Regions from separate parts of the Mus musculus genome. Here regions 1 and 2 are each linked to region 3. A link is a contact called in public HiChIP or PLAC-seq data. All regions are on one chromosome and are shown on one strand. Each heading gives the region's core, a stretch centred on a gene start, on an enhancer-like site or on the middle of the called end of the contact. The rest is flanking DNA. Distances are from core to core; before and after follow the strand shown.

The links. HiChIP or PLAC-seq counts read pairs in DNA pulled down with a chosen protein or histone mark.
Region 1: an H3K27ac HiChIP or PLAC-seq map of embryonic stem cells shows a contact between it and region 3, with 17 read pairs. The contact joins the enhancer-like site here to the promoter of Klf5 in region 3. A contact is called at or near these places in 3 of 39 promoter capture datasets (embryonic stem cells, frontonasal cranial neural crest and maxillary cranial neural crest), 17 of 484 Hi-C or Micro-C datasets (the N1E-115 cell line, embryonic stem cells and pancreatic cancer cells), 9 of 115 datasets of contacts at active chromatin or transcription factors (embryonic stem cells and pancreatic cancer cells) and 3 of 9 other capture datasets (adipose tissue, liver and pancreatic islet).
Region 2: an H3K27ac HiChIP or PLAC-seq map of extraembryonic endoderm stem cells shows a contact between it and region 3. The contact joins the enhancer-like site here to the promoter of Klf5 in region 3. A contact is called at or near these places in 4 of 39 promoter capture datasets (the 3T3-L1 cell line, 3T3-L1-derived adipocytes and neutrophils), 9 of 484 Hi-C or Micro-C datasets (the C2C12 cell line, colon epithelium, cortical neurons and 4 more), 7 of 115 datasets of contacts at active chromatin or transcription factors (embryonic stem cells, extraembryonic endoderm stem cells, intestinal crypt epithelium and 2 more) and 3 of 9 other capture datasets (adipose tissue, embryonic stem cells and liver).

Annotation. Positions count from the first base shown.
Region 1 is chr14:99,352,033-99,356,063 of GRCm38.p6, forward strand. It overlaps the pseudogene Gm22984. Among named protein-coding and RNA genes, the nearest start is that of Klf5, 55 kb to the left of the region's middle. Within about 2 kb of position 2,654, at least 10 of the 459 cell types and tissues checked have an H3K27ac peak or open chromatin away from gene starts, as enhancers often do. A contact at or near this core is called in embryonic stem cells, where this site is marked.
Region 2 is chr14:99,242,831-99,247,299 of GRCm38.p6, forward strand. Pibf1 (progesterone immunomodulatory binding factor 1) reads left to right here. Exons shown (of 18, transcript NM_029320.3): 17 at 9-179. Among named protein-coding and RNA genes, the nearest start is that of Klf5, 54 kb to the right of the region's middle. Within about 2 kb of position 3,006, at least 10 of the 459 cell types and tissues checked have an H3K27ac peak or open chromatin away from gene starts, as enhancers often do. A contact at or near this core is called in extraembryonic endoderm stem cells, where this site is marked.
Region 3 is chr14:99,296,535-99,300,981 of GRCm38.p6, forward strand. It overlaps Klf5 (Kruppel-like factor 5), which reads left to right and starts at 2,157. Exons shown (of 4, transcript NM_009769.4): 1 at 2,157-2,688. The coding sequence starts at 2,461.

The sequences.
Region 1 (4,031 bases), core at 1,404-3,903, 56 kb after region 3:
TTTATTTTATTTTATTTTATTTTTCCTAACTCCAAAAATCCATTTAATATATTGTCCTCGGATAGAGGACGTGTCAGACATTAAACTGATAAGAACAGATACTATACTTGATCTTAGCCAAAAGGCCCAGAAGTGATTTATTTTATTTTTGAGTCAGGGTGTGTGTGTGTGTGTAGCTTTGGTTGTCCTAGAACCCATTCTGTACACCAGGGTGGCCTTAAATGGACAGAGATATGCCTGCCTCTGCCTCCCAAGTGCTGGAAATAAAGATGTGTTATCTACTGCCTGGTTTAATTATCTGTGTTTTTAAACCATAGAACATATTTGAAATGACATGGTTTAGTTACATAGAAATAAAAAGAGTTGCTAAAATGCTCCTGTGTGTGTAGGGTATCGTGAAAAGCTGTCTTCTGGGAGTAATTACCATTATACTCATGATCCACTGAGCCTGTGGCTCCTGGCACCAGATCTAGGGAGCACCAGCCAACATTCAAGAAGGCAGCATTAACTGGACTCAGTAGGATTCGTTAACTGGAGTCTCTCTCTCTCTCTCTCTCTCACACACACACACACACACACACACACACACACACACACACACACACACACAGAGAGAGAGAGAGAGAGAGAGAGAGAGAAAGAGAGAGAGAGAGAGAACATGGAACATTGAACCATGGATGTGAGCAGGGGGTTGGAGGGGCTTGAGAAGAGTTGGGTAGGGTAAGACAAGACTAGGATATATTCCATACATGTATGGAATTGCCAAAGAATACAGAAAAGATGGCTTAGAAGGGTAAACACATGGAATGTTCTCAAAATGCTTTTGTGTTTCTAGAGAAGGTGCAGAGGTGATTTAGCATGGGTCCTCTGGGTTTCAGTCGGCAGACATTTGCCAGGTTCCTGTTATTGAATCCGTCAATATCTTTTCATTGAGCCAAGGAGAGTCTTACTCTGATTCATGTGGCTTACAACACCCCCCACCCCGAGAGCTCCCCCCCCCCCAGCTTCTGAGGTGAATGACCAAATTACCAGAGACTTCAGCTGAGCGGATGGACAGTGCCCCACAACATGCCATCACAGCCAGGCTGGTCTGGTCCTGCCTTCCTCGTGCAGCACCTCAGTGTGTTCTTCATACATGTATGTACCTGGATGGCTGGCTGGGACTCCTGCAACGGCAGGCAGTCTGTTTCTATACCAAACAATCAGACCCTAACCATACCTACAAGTAAATGAGCAGGCTTTACTGTTGTGTTTAGAAATGCAAATGTATATGCATAGAACACTTAGTGAAAAAGGAGGCCATGCATTTGAAAAGAGAGCAAGGAGGGGTGTATGGGAGGGTTTCAAGAGAGAAACAATGTAACTGTAACTACATTACAATCTCAAAATTTAAAATTAATAATAATAATAATAGTAACAATAATAATAAATACAGCATGCTGTTTAGCCAGATGGTGACTGTAAAGTTACTTTAGGTAAACTCAGTTTGAATAGTTTTACATATATCCAAACAATTAATCAAGTCCAAAATGTTCCAAGAAACAGCAGACAAAACTATAATCTAGTAAACTATATAATCTAGTATAACTATAAACTAGATTATAGTTCTGTCTGCTATTAATCCCATAATGTGGGCTTTGGTCATTAAAATTACTCACTGCTGTGAGCACCCCCTTTTACCTGGTTAGGAAAAAATGCCGGTTGGTACAGATTTAGTTCCTGCTTTTTTAACTGCCACGTTTTTTTTTTTTCTCCATGCACTTAATTTCTCATGCAAAAGAGAACATGTTCTTCTTGTAAAATTCCACCTTACAAAGCAGTGTGTGACACACATGAATTTGTCTTCTTTTGAAATGTCACATCAGACATTCTCAGCCCTTTTGTTCTTGATAAATACAAATAATTTCACCCATTTTAAATTTTATGAGGGAACGAATCACACATCGTGTTCTGTAATTTGATCGTCTTGCCTGGTTCTTTTTCTCATCAGTGCTGAGAAGTTTTTTTTATTTATTTTTATTTTTATGGGCTTAGGGGTTGACCCCGGAGTCTTGTCCATCTATGCTGGGTCAGTGCTATACCTCCAAAACCTGCAAAAGAGAGCATTCAGGAGCACTGTGCTAAACCTTTTGGTTTAAATCATTCTTCTCTCCTGAGTTTCGGTCTACTTCCCCAAATTACCATCACAATGAACCTCTTGGCCCAGTTTCAGTAAGTGCTTCCATTTCCCCTACTGAAGAGCCTCAGGCTTCTCCAGGTCTTGTGTATTAACTGCAAATGTCAGCAGGTGCCAGGTTGAGGTCTTCTCCTTCTTCTTCAAGGATTTATTTATTTTATATATGTGAGTACACTGTCACTGTCTTCAGACATACCAGAAGAGGGCATCAGATGTCATTACAGATGGTTGTGAACCACCATGTGGTTGCTGGGAATTGAACTCAGGACCTCTGGAAAAGCAGAGGGTGCTCTTAACCACTGAGCCATATCTCCAGTCCCCAGTCCCGAGGTTTTCTTCTCGACTCTTCTCCCATTTGCAGAAAGTCCTGGAGTTGAACTGCAAAACTTTCTCCATTGAGATTCCCTATGGATTAGGGGGCAGGACAAGGTGATGACCGCAAGAAACTTGGACACCTGCCAGCTCACTAGCTCTCATCCTCAGAAGCAATACCTACGCTCTGTACTCTCCTATAGCTATGGCCTCTCATTCCTCTTGGCACAATAATCTAGCTTTGCCAAAGAGCAACAGCAGCCCAATGTTCACTTCCCATTCATTTTCCTACCCCTGCGTGTGGGCTGGGCCCCACCATAGCTACAACTTGAAAACAGCTTCTTCAAGCCTTGAGGTGGTCACCTTTGGGGTGGATCTATCACGCCCTTCTTTCGTCATCTGCCTTCCAGGAACCTATCAAGACACCTCATCTATTTCTGTTCCATCTTCGCCCACCCTCAGGTATCAGCAGCTCTTCTCTACCAGTAAGCTCTGCGTGGGAAGAATCAAAACACAGCCCAATCAGTTCCAGCTTTGAGACTTTGGGATGGCTCTAAGTCCTCCTATTTCTGCCATTTTCCTGGCTTGCTTTCCTCTTGTGTGGGCTTCCTTCTCAGGCTGCAGTAAGGGAAGGCTGGAGTTATAGATTATTCAGACGCCATTAGAACGAAGATAAAATTTTATTTCTAAGAGTTACTTGGAAAAGATGGTTAAGGGTTTAACCTGGCTTCCTGCAATACTGCGTTTCCCTTTCTTTTTTGACATGAAACGTCACTGTACATCCTTGGCTGTCCTTGAACTTGAAAAGATTTACAGGAGACTGAGTGCTAAGATTGCTAAATTCAAGTGCCAGGAAACCTTGGCTTCCTCTTTGAAGTCACTGGTTTGAAGATAGGGTTATGGGAACAAACCAGTGCTTCTGGGATTTTTTGTTTTGTTTTGTTTGTTTGTTTACTTTTTTTTTTTAAATTCTGTTTTGAGACTGAGTCTCACACAGCAACCCTGGCCTGAATTTGCATCATAAACCTGCCTACCAGCCTGGGTCTCCTTGGTGCTCACGCTATGCCACCACACCCAGCTTTTATAAATTGCTTGTCTTTAAATATTTTAATTTCAGGGTTACTCCTTTAATCACAGCCCTCCCTCGGGAGGCAAGGTAGGCAGATCTCTGAGTTCAAGGCCAGCTAGGTCTACAAAGTTCCTTGACAGTCAGGACTAAACACAATAACTCTTATCCCAGCACTTGGGAGGTAGGAGGTTGAGGAGCTCTGTGAGCCTGGTACCACCCAGGTCTATAGAGTGAGTTCCAGCAGCCAGGGCCACATAGAAAGACAACCAACCAACCAACCAAAACCCCACCCAAACTCAAAACTTTTAATTTATGCCTAGCTCTGTATGACTCTGGAACATTGTTCTACACCTAGGAAATGCGTGTACGGCAAACAGTAAGGACAAAATAGTGAGTCAATTAAAAGTCACACAGCCAATTATTTTATAGAAAACTTATTTTTAAAAAACTTTATGACTGCCCCTCATCAAAGAA
Region 2 (4,469 bases), core at 1,756-4,255, 53 kb before region 3:
ATCAACAGGAATTTGCAGCTATGAAGCAGATCATCATTAATATGTGTAGTAAACATTCTGAGAACAACTTATTTCTTACGAAAATGGAATCAAAAAGTGTGACAGAAAATCAAGCAAAGACTTTGAATATGCCAAGAGAACATGAAGAGAATATATTTATACCCAAGCCAACGCTCTTTGTAAGTACAGCTAAAAATATTTAGAATTGTAATCTCTGCTTCTCACTAAATATATTTTTTCCTTCTCAATCATATTTGTTTTAAACTAATTTGGATAGTATTATGAAAAGGTCTAGCAATGTCTATACTAATGTATTTTCTAAATGTGTACATTAGATGAGAGTTGGATTTTATGTTTCTAATTAGCATATTGAACTTGCTTAGAAATTATCCTAAGTCTACATTTTTCCTCCTCCCACCTATAGGAACAAATTACAAGGGACTCAGAAAATTATTCTGCCTGATTTTTGCATTTTGGGTATGAACTCGATGTGGCTGTGCCTGTGCATGTTCACTGGAGTCACGTGAGCCACATACACATGAGAGGGGTTGGAAGACAACGTTGGGGCTCTTGTTGATTGCTCCAGGCCCTCAAGCGTCCCGGGGTTTTTCAGTCTCCACCTTCCATCTCATGCCAAGACTCTGAGCTTCTAGACTTGTACCACTGCATCCAACTGTAGTGGATGCTAGGAGTCCAAACTCAGGTCATCGTGTGCGTGTGCGTGTGTGTGTGAGTGTGTGAGAGAGACAGACAGACAGACAGACAGACAGACAGACAAGCACTTTACCCAATGAGTGGCCTTCCCAGAGAATCATTTTAATTTGCATAACAGTAAAAAGAATAGAAAATAGCACTGCTCCTGTTGATTATAAAATGTTGTCTTCTGAGTCTCTCCTACAGAATAAGAACAGCCCATGCTAACCAGTACGTGCTTGCCTTCTCAGACACTTGGGAGGCTTGCGCAGGGGAATTGTAGGTTCTAAACCAGTGACTCAACTTTGATGAAGATAATTTTTAAAATAAAATTTAAAGGGGTTGGATAGCCAAAAAACAAAAGGGACGCTGGAGAGTACACCTGTCTTCCCAGATGTGGCAGGCAGAATAAGGTCACTCAGGAACTCAAGGCCAGCCTTATCCACAGAGTGAACTGGAGGCCAGCCTGAAGTATGGAGTAAAAGCCCTGACTTGAAGAAAGGGATGGAGACATGTATAGAAAGCACTTTAGGAAATATTGAAATTTATGTGTCTCAGCAAATAATACAAAAAGAAGTCAAAAGGCAACAGACAGGGCAATTACTTCAAGATGGTTGCCCAAGGGGCTGGAGAGATGGCTCAGCAGGTAAGAGCACCAACTGCTCTTCCAGAGGTCCTGAGTTCAAATACCAGCAACCACATGGTGGCTCACAACCATCTGTAATGAGATCAGATGCCCTATTCTGGTGTGTCTGAAGACAGCAACAGTGTACTCACATTCATAAAATTAATCTTTAAAAAAAGGAAAAAAAAGGGGGCTGGTGAGATGGCTCAGTGGGTAAGAGCACCCGACTGCTCTTCCAAAGGTCCAGAGTTCAAATCCCAGCAACCACATGGTGGCTCACAACCATCCGTAACAAGATCTGACTCCCTCTTCTGGTGTGTCTGAAGACAGCTACAGTGTACTTACATATAATAATAAATAAATCTTTAAAAAAAAAAAAAAAAGAACACCATTTTAAAAAAGGAAAAAAAAAAAAGGATAGCAAGTTGATATTCCAGTTCAGTGAGCCCTTGAACTTTAAAAAGAAAATTAAGTCCTCTAGATGCTTATAAAAACGAGTTGAGCACAGGAGTTGTGACCCCAGCCTTCTCCTTACACACTCAGACCTGGCCTCTCAAGATCAGTGGTATGGAAGCTATTTTGTGATTATGTAATCTAAGCTCCGTTTTCCTCCTGTGCTAGGGCCTGAATCTCCTTTCAATTGTGTGTGGTAAGGATTCCACTGTTGAGAAAGGTCGCATAGATAGGCTTTGCTGGACTGGCCTCCAGCCCCATGCCTGTCTGCCTGCAGATGCTGGGCTTACAGATGCATGCTACCCCCAAGCTTTAGCTTCCCATTGACGATGACGGAGACCTTCAGTCTGCAGCAGACAAATGAGCCCTACTATAAGGGTCCATGTCGCAGAAATGTGGGTCAAGGAGAACAGCAAGTCATCTGAGCACTCTCCTTAAGGGGCAGCTGGGGGAGGTCAGCAGCCGTGGCCACTGTGCGCCACCCCCCCCCCAAATCCATTGAGCATGCTCATGGCTCCTTCCTGCCTCTGACGTCACCATGGCCCTTTGTCTCAAGACACCTTCTGTACATTCTTTGCACATCCACTGCGTCAGCACACACTTGCTGTCGGGGAAGAAATCAGTTCTTTATCTCTCCAGTTTGGTTGTCCCAGAAGCTCCTAAAACAGCGTTCTTTACTTAGTAGGGAACTAAACTCTGGGAAGTGAGGCATCTGCAACAGAGTCAGCAGCGCCTGTGCAGCTAGCGACACCCATGGGAGTCTCTCACTCAGAAACCCGCAGCTCAGCTGGGCGTGGTAGCTCTCACCTGTGTTCTCAGCATGCGGGAGGCTGAGGCAGGAGACTAGCCTTAAGTTTGAGGCCAGCATGAATTACATAGTGAGTTTCAGTCCAGCCTGGACTATACAATGATAGAACCTACCTGAAAAAAAAGAACGACTTAATTTTTATTTCTAAAGTTAGAAATACTACTCTAGGCTCTTCCATATATAGTTTAGTCTTAAGCCCTTTGAAATAGATTTCTGAGTGAGCTTGGGATGAGGGAATAAGGGACAAATGATCCCAGACAGTCTCGTGTTCTGTCCGTATAAACCCAGACCAACTGGAACTCCTTGAAGTTGGGCTCTACCTGTGAAGCCTTAGAAACCCGTAATTGCGTCCTAGCCTGTAGCGTTGGCAAACAGACTCATTATGTCTACTGAGCACAGTCTTCCCTTCCTTAGAAGTTGTGCTGGTTAAACACTAATAGAGCCTTAATCTCCAGCTCTTTTTCTGGATGCCAGCAGTAATCCAGCAGGCTTACTTTGTCTGCTTTTATCAGTCACTCTTCCTTCTCATTTTAACAAACTTTCTCACTGTGTTAGAATCCCTGAGTTACAGATTAATGCCTTAGCTGGCTACATCTGGATGACACAAAGGTTTTTGTCTTATCAGTTGATCGTCTCCAACCCCCCCTGGGACTAATGAGTTACTTCTGGTAGCCCCAGTTAATCTGGTCTGTTTCTACAGCAGCTCTCTGGTTGCCTTACAGAATGTGGAGTAGTTTACTTGGGGACCTGTTAACATTGTACCAATTAAAGTATTTTTATTAATTTGTACTGTTTCTCTATAAAATTATAAATATAATTAGCTTAAGCAAGCACAAGTACATAATAATTAAGGCAATGTTCACAGTAATAAAAGATAATCATTAAGTATGTCTCAGTAATGCTACATACATAAATAAATGGAAATTGGCTTCATCTGAAAGAACTTATGTGAGTGGTGAATTTAAAATAAGGCCTCCCTGCCAGGCAATGATGGCACACGCCTTTAATCCCAGCACTCAGGCGCCAGGAGCGGTGGATCTCAGAAACCTCTCTTTGGGCAGGGTCCAGGGATTCTTCTTGCTTAAAAGGTTAATTGTGTTAATAACTGAAGGAGGCATATCAAACTTAGTTGCACATAGCACCATTGTATGGGTTGAAGGGCCAAAAACTGTTAGGATGGTAGAATAAAAGAGATTCCACTGTTTATCTAAAGATGGAAAATAAAGAATAGCTACTTGTATATCTGAATCATTATGCCCAAAAATGTTATTCATGGTCTGTTCAGAGTTAGAAAAGTTTTTAGAGGGTCCATCAGTGAATAATTTGCCTCTGTGAGCCACACCCATTCTCTAGTATATTGCATTTATATTTCTTTATATTGTTTATTTCTCTTAAAATATCTAATTTGGTATCTAACCCATATACAAACAGACCATGGGCACACCTGTTAACCCATGGTTCATATTATACTAATCACTTCATGCTAATCAAAAGTTGGTAATAGATTAGAAACTTATAATCAACTCTAATAGAATTTTCTAGAAGTTCAAGCTTCACTAGTGTACTAGTAATAGCACATCACTAGCTGAACTATCTGGAAATGAAGACTTCGTCATTTCATGAGTCAGATCAACCTATCAAAGCTACCGTTACTCACTTGGCACTTGTTCACATTTTGGTAGTAACAAATGAGAATAAGATGCTAGGTAGATAAGAAATCATGTGTTCAATCCTAATGAAGTACAAGGTAGCATAAATTATAATTAATATGTGAGCAAAGGCAGACATTTCCCAATAGCAGACATGATGATACACACCTGTCATTGCAGCAGGGGTGCCTGATCACAAGTTCAAGGCCAGCTTAGGTGATACACACATAATCAGAAGAAA
Region 3 (4,447 bases), core at 907-3,406:
TAAAAGATAGGAAAATAATAAAAGAGTGACAAGGTAATAAAAATACGTTCTTCAGTGTTTGTCACGCAGCTTGGTGGGGTCTCAATTGGCTGCAGTGAAATGTTTGTAAGAGAAGCATATTGAAAAGCTATTGTGTAAGTTAGAAAGATTTCCATTAAAATAAACGGGTCTTATTGCAGTAAAATGGCATGCCCCACTGACGCTCTGGTTTAGAGAGGCTTAAAAGCCAATCAGAATAAAGAGAAATTCAAAGAGTTAAAGGAAGGAACCATCCTGTTAAGAGCTATCAACACTCCACACTTGGTTTGGTTATACTATCAGCATTAAGTACCCAGAGGTCTTCTAAAAAAATGACCCCTTTTTAAAAAGTTAAAATCTGACAACAATTCTATGACCCGTCTCAGAGTTATTTGAGCACGTGATTGGCTTTAATAACAGAGAAAAATGAGGCCAAGTTTTTAAAGATGAAGGTTGGCAACATGGGGTTGTCGACGTAAAACGTCAGTACACACACACTTATTAAATAACACCCTGGTATCATGAAAGTTGTCATCACCCATCCTCTGAAAGTGGCAACCACAACTGTAAAGATGGATCATTGCTGACAGGAAGGAAAAGGGAGAAAAGAAACTGAGTTCACAATATGATTTTATCTTTGCTACAATAAATAAATAAATAAATAAATAAATAAATAAATAAATAAATAAATAAACGACACGTGAGACTTTGGAAATTTCATTGGAAATGAGACTTATACCTGTGATACACTCTTTCAGGTGCACTTTTTTTTTTTCCTAAGAACTTTTTAAAAAGATGCTTCACTGTAAAGGAGCGAGTGTGCTCTAGGTAGGTATTATAGTATAGTGTGCTGCCAACAGACGTAAATAGATAGCAATATTACAGGCGTCTTTTTAAGTCGCAGTTTATTGTTTCAGCTTCTCAATAAGCCAGATAAAATCATAGACAAGAACATTGAGGATTAAGGAAAGGCGTTTCCTTTGGTGTGATTACTGGCAAAAATTAAGAACAAAACCAAACCAAACCACTCACCTTCCATTAAAACAACGCAGTAAAAAGGTAGTAATATAGTTGACTGTTGCTTTCCTACCAGTTTGGATACCCAGTTTTCAGGGCTGTTGAATGTCTGTGAATGTTTGTGCCTTCTTTGGTTCCCGTTTCGTAGGAAAAGGTGACACTGTATTAGGTAGATGGGACCCATACTTCTGAATATATTAAAACTCCATTCCCCGCCCCTCCGAACACTACAGTGCTAGCAAAAATAAGCCAAAGATGTAATGTCTATTTAAATACCCGGTTGAGCTGGCTGTTAGTTCTCAAATTAGATTCCATGCTCGGGCTAGAATCAACATGGTTTAAATATTAAAAACTTCATAATTCATATGGCCCACCCCACCTTTTCCCCACATTCGGCGAAGGAGAGTAGACATGTCTGTGAAAACTTGTAGCTCCTTAAATACTGTAGGGGAAAATGTGCCCAGGTTGGTATGCAAGGACTTGAAAAAAAATGCTTGACATTTACAGATTTTATTCAGGCCACAAGGAATCTGCGAAAAGATAGATAGATCTACGGCTGAAAACACAGAAAGGAGGGCTGTTTTACGTTTGTTTTCGCACCGCCCCTTGTTTTCCTCTAAAGTACATTTTGTATACTTAAAAAAAAAAATACACTCATTGGTTAAGACTGGAAACCTCAGCTCCCCCCACCTAGCTGCCTTCTGTCTTCGGTTTTCGAGTTTCAGGTCCTTGCACAACACCTAAGACGTGCAATACTTTTTTTTCGCCCTAATCCTGGCAGAGAACAGTTCGGAGAGATCTCCCTCCGCGTCTCCACCCTGATTTCCCCCTCTTCCTAGATTCCACCCGCTCCTCTCCTTCCCTCCGCCCGCCCCGTGCTCCGCCGGCCCAATCTGTCAGAGAAGTTGTGTACAAACTGCGCCGCAGCCCTGCGCGCGAAGCTCCTGGCCCGCGAGGGGTGCGGTCGGCCCGTCGGAGGCGGGACCTCGTGGGCCTTCTTTCCTACTGGCTACCCTCTGGCCCTGGGGCCTTGCCATTGGCCACAACGCTGCCAGTCCGGTGAGCTGGCCCTGCCTCCCCGGAGTTGGGTGAAATAGAGGCGGGCGTCAAGTGTCAGTAGTCGCGGGGCAGGTACGCGCTCTCTTAGGTTGCTGGTGGAGCTTGGGGGTGGCGGGAGCGGGTTCCGGCGAGAGGGTGAGCGAGCGCTGGGGCGGGGCGGGAGAAAGTGGCTGCCCGAGGACCTCGGCGGTGACGCGTGGCCGAGCCCAGGAGCCCCGATCTCCGTGCCCGCCTTCGTGAGCGTCTGGCTGCCGGCCCAGGGGTCCCCCGCCGCGGCCCCCCGCCGAGTCCGCCGTCCCGTGCCAGCCCGAGCGAGGTGGGATCGCGATCGCTCCGTGTCCCGCTCCCGTAATCCCCAGACCGTCCATGCCCACGCGGGTGCTGACCATGAGCGCCCGCCTGGGACCACTGCCCCAGCCGCCGGCCGCGCAGGACGAGCCCGTGTTCGCGCAGCTCAAGCCGGTGCTGGGCGCTGCGAACCCGGCCCGCGACGCGGCGCTCTTCTCCGGAGACGATCTGAAACACGCGCACCACCACCCGCCTGCGCCGCCGCCAGCCGCTGGCCCGCGACTGCCCTCGGAGGAGCTGGTCCAGGTAAGCAGAGCGGCCGGCCTCCCTTCCCCGGCTCGGGCGTGTCCCGCCGCTACGAGGCGCGGGCGACAGGGGCCGCTCCAGACTGGGACGCGCGGGAACGGGTGCCCGGGTGGACAGCCCCGCCCTGCGCTCCCAGACGGGGCGCCGGGGAGTGGATGGGGGAGCAGGGCGGGGGCCCACCCGGATCTGTCCAGAGGAGCTAAAGAGAGCCGCGCGCTCGCGTGCACCTTCTCTTTGCTTGCGTGGGGATGAAAGCTTGTGCCCACGCTCAACTTGGCTTAAAATGCTTCTTGACCGCTCTCTCCCGATGGCCCTGGCCTTGGAAGTCCACCTGCCTGCGTCCTCTGGGGTGAAATAGAAATGCAAATTGGAGTACTGGGGTTTCATATACCCCCGTGGAGGCTCACCCTAGAATGTATTGTAGGGCCCCGTTTGGAAAACTAGAATCTTAAGGTTGTATTGGAACACCGCTTTTCCCTTAAAAAGAAACACGGACAAAAAAGGCCAGGGGTGTTGTTTTTCTTAGTGTGCGCGTAAATTTCCTCTCGGAGTCGCGTTGAAAGCTGGCAGTTGGCTTTTACACTTGCCCAGCAGCCGAATTAGAGCAAGCGCCTGTTTCTTTCGCCCACGCACGGGAGTCATATAGCCTAGAAAAAACTTCCCGGGACTTTTAGCTAGTCCCAAGGAAAAAAAAAATTGGAAACAGACCCACATGCAAACAGCTGGAAGAGCTAAAATCAGAAACCACTAACCGCCACGGGAGCGCAGTGCACGAAAGGGTTTAAGATCGGTTTATTTCAAGACGCTTAGTTTAATAGCCTCTTGCTGTATTGTGTATTTGCACTGAGCGCCTATTTCTTGGGGTCTGCCAGTGTCGTGGTGCTTTGAGAAGACAGTGGCATTTTGTCAGATGTGACTCACATGGCTACAGCATGAATCTTTATTTTTAAGTCCTGCATATCCGGGAAATCCCGTCCGTCCTCGTCCACATCCAGATCTTGATGATCTGAGGTCCGAGGTGACATTTCTTTGGAAAATTAAAAGCAAAATATACGACTCCTATTCACTGACTGAGGTGAATGGTTCTATGAACCATTTCATTTACCTGGGGCTTGATCTTTTTCTGACTTCCTTTTTTTTCAATGTCAAAAAAAAAATCAAGAGAAAGCGTTCGTTATATTAGAGAAGAGAGCTGGGGGAAAGATAGGCGTCTGGTCAGTAGCTGGATTGATTATGTATGTTCTTAAACAATCAGGGCCTGGAAGATATTTGGTTATTTTATTCTGGTAGTTTTCGCTCAGGAGATAGCAAGATGACTGCGCTTTTTACAGAGGAAGGGGGAATGTAGCATTGGCCCACGGAGAGGACATGATAAATGTTTTGCTGATGACTGTGCCTGCGATGCAGCAGCCTCTCCCCACCCACGGGAGTCTTAGCACCCGTCTACCAAGGGAGTGATTTTTCTCCTTGATAATTAAAGATCTGTTTTAGATAGGGATATGAATAGGTCCATTTCATTATGATAGTGACCCATTACCGAATCTACTGGTTCAAGTGAACATTTGGACCAAACGTTGAGGGTGCAATTGTTTTGTATCAGTGGATACAATACAGGCTTCTGCTCCACAGGTTCAAGTTTCTATTCAAAAAGTATTGAAATGGCCAGAGAACATTTTATATTAGGCCTGATAAAATAACCTAGTCCACACACAAAAGCCCTTTGGAATAATTATTTTTAAGATTTGCACAGGTTTTAGTT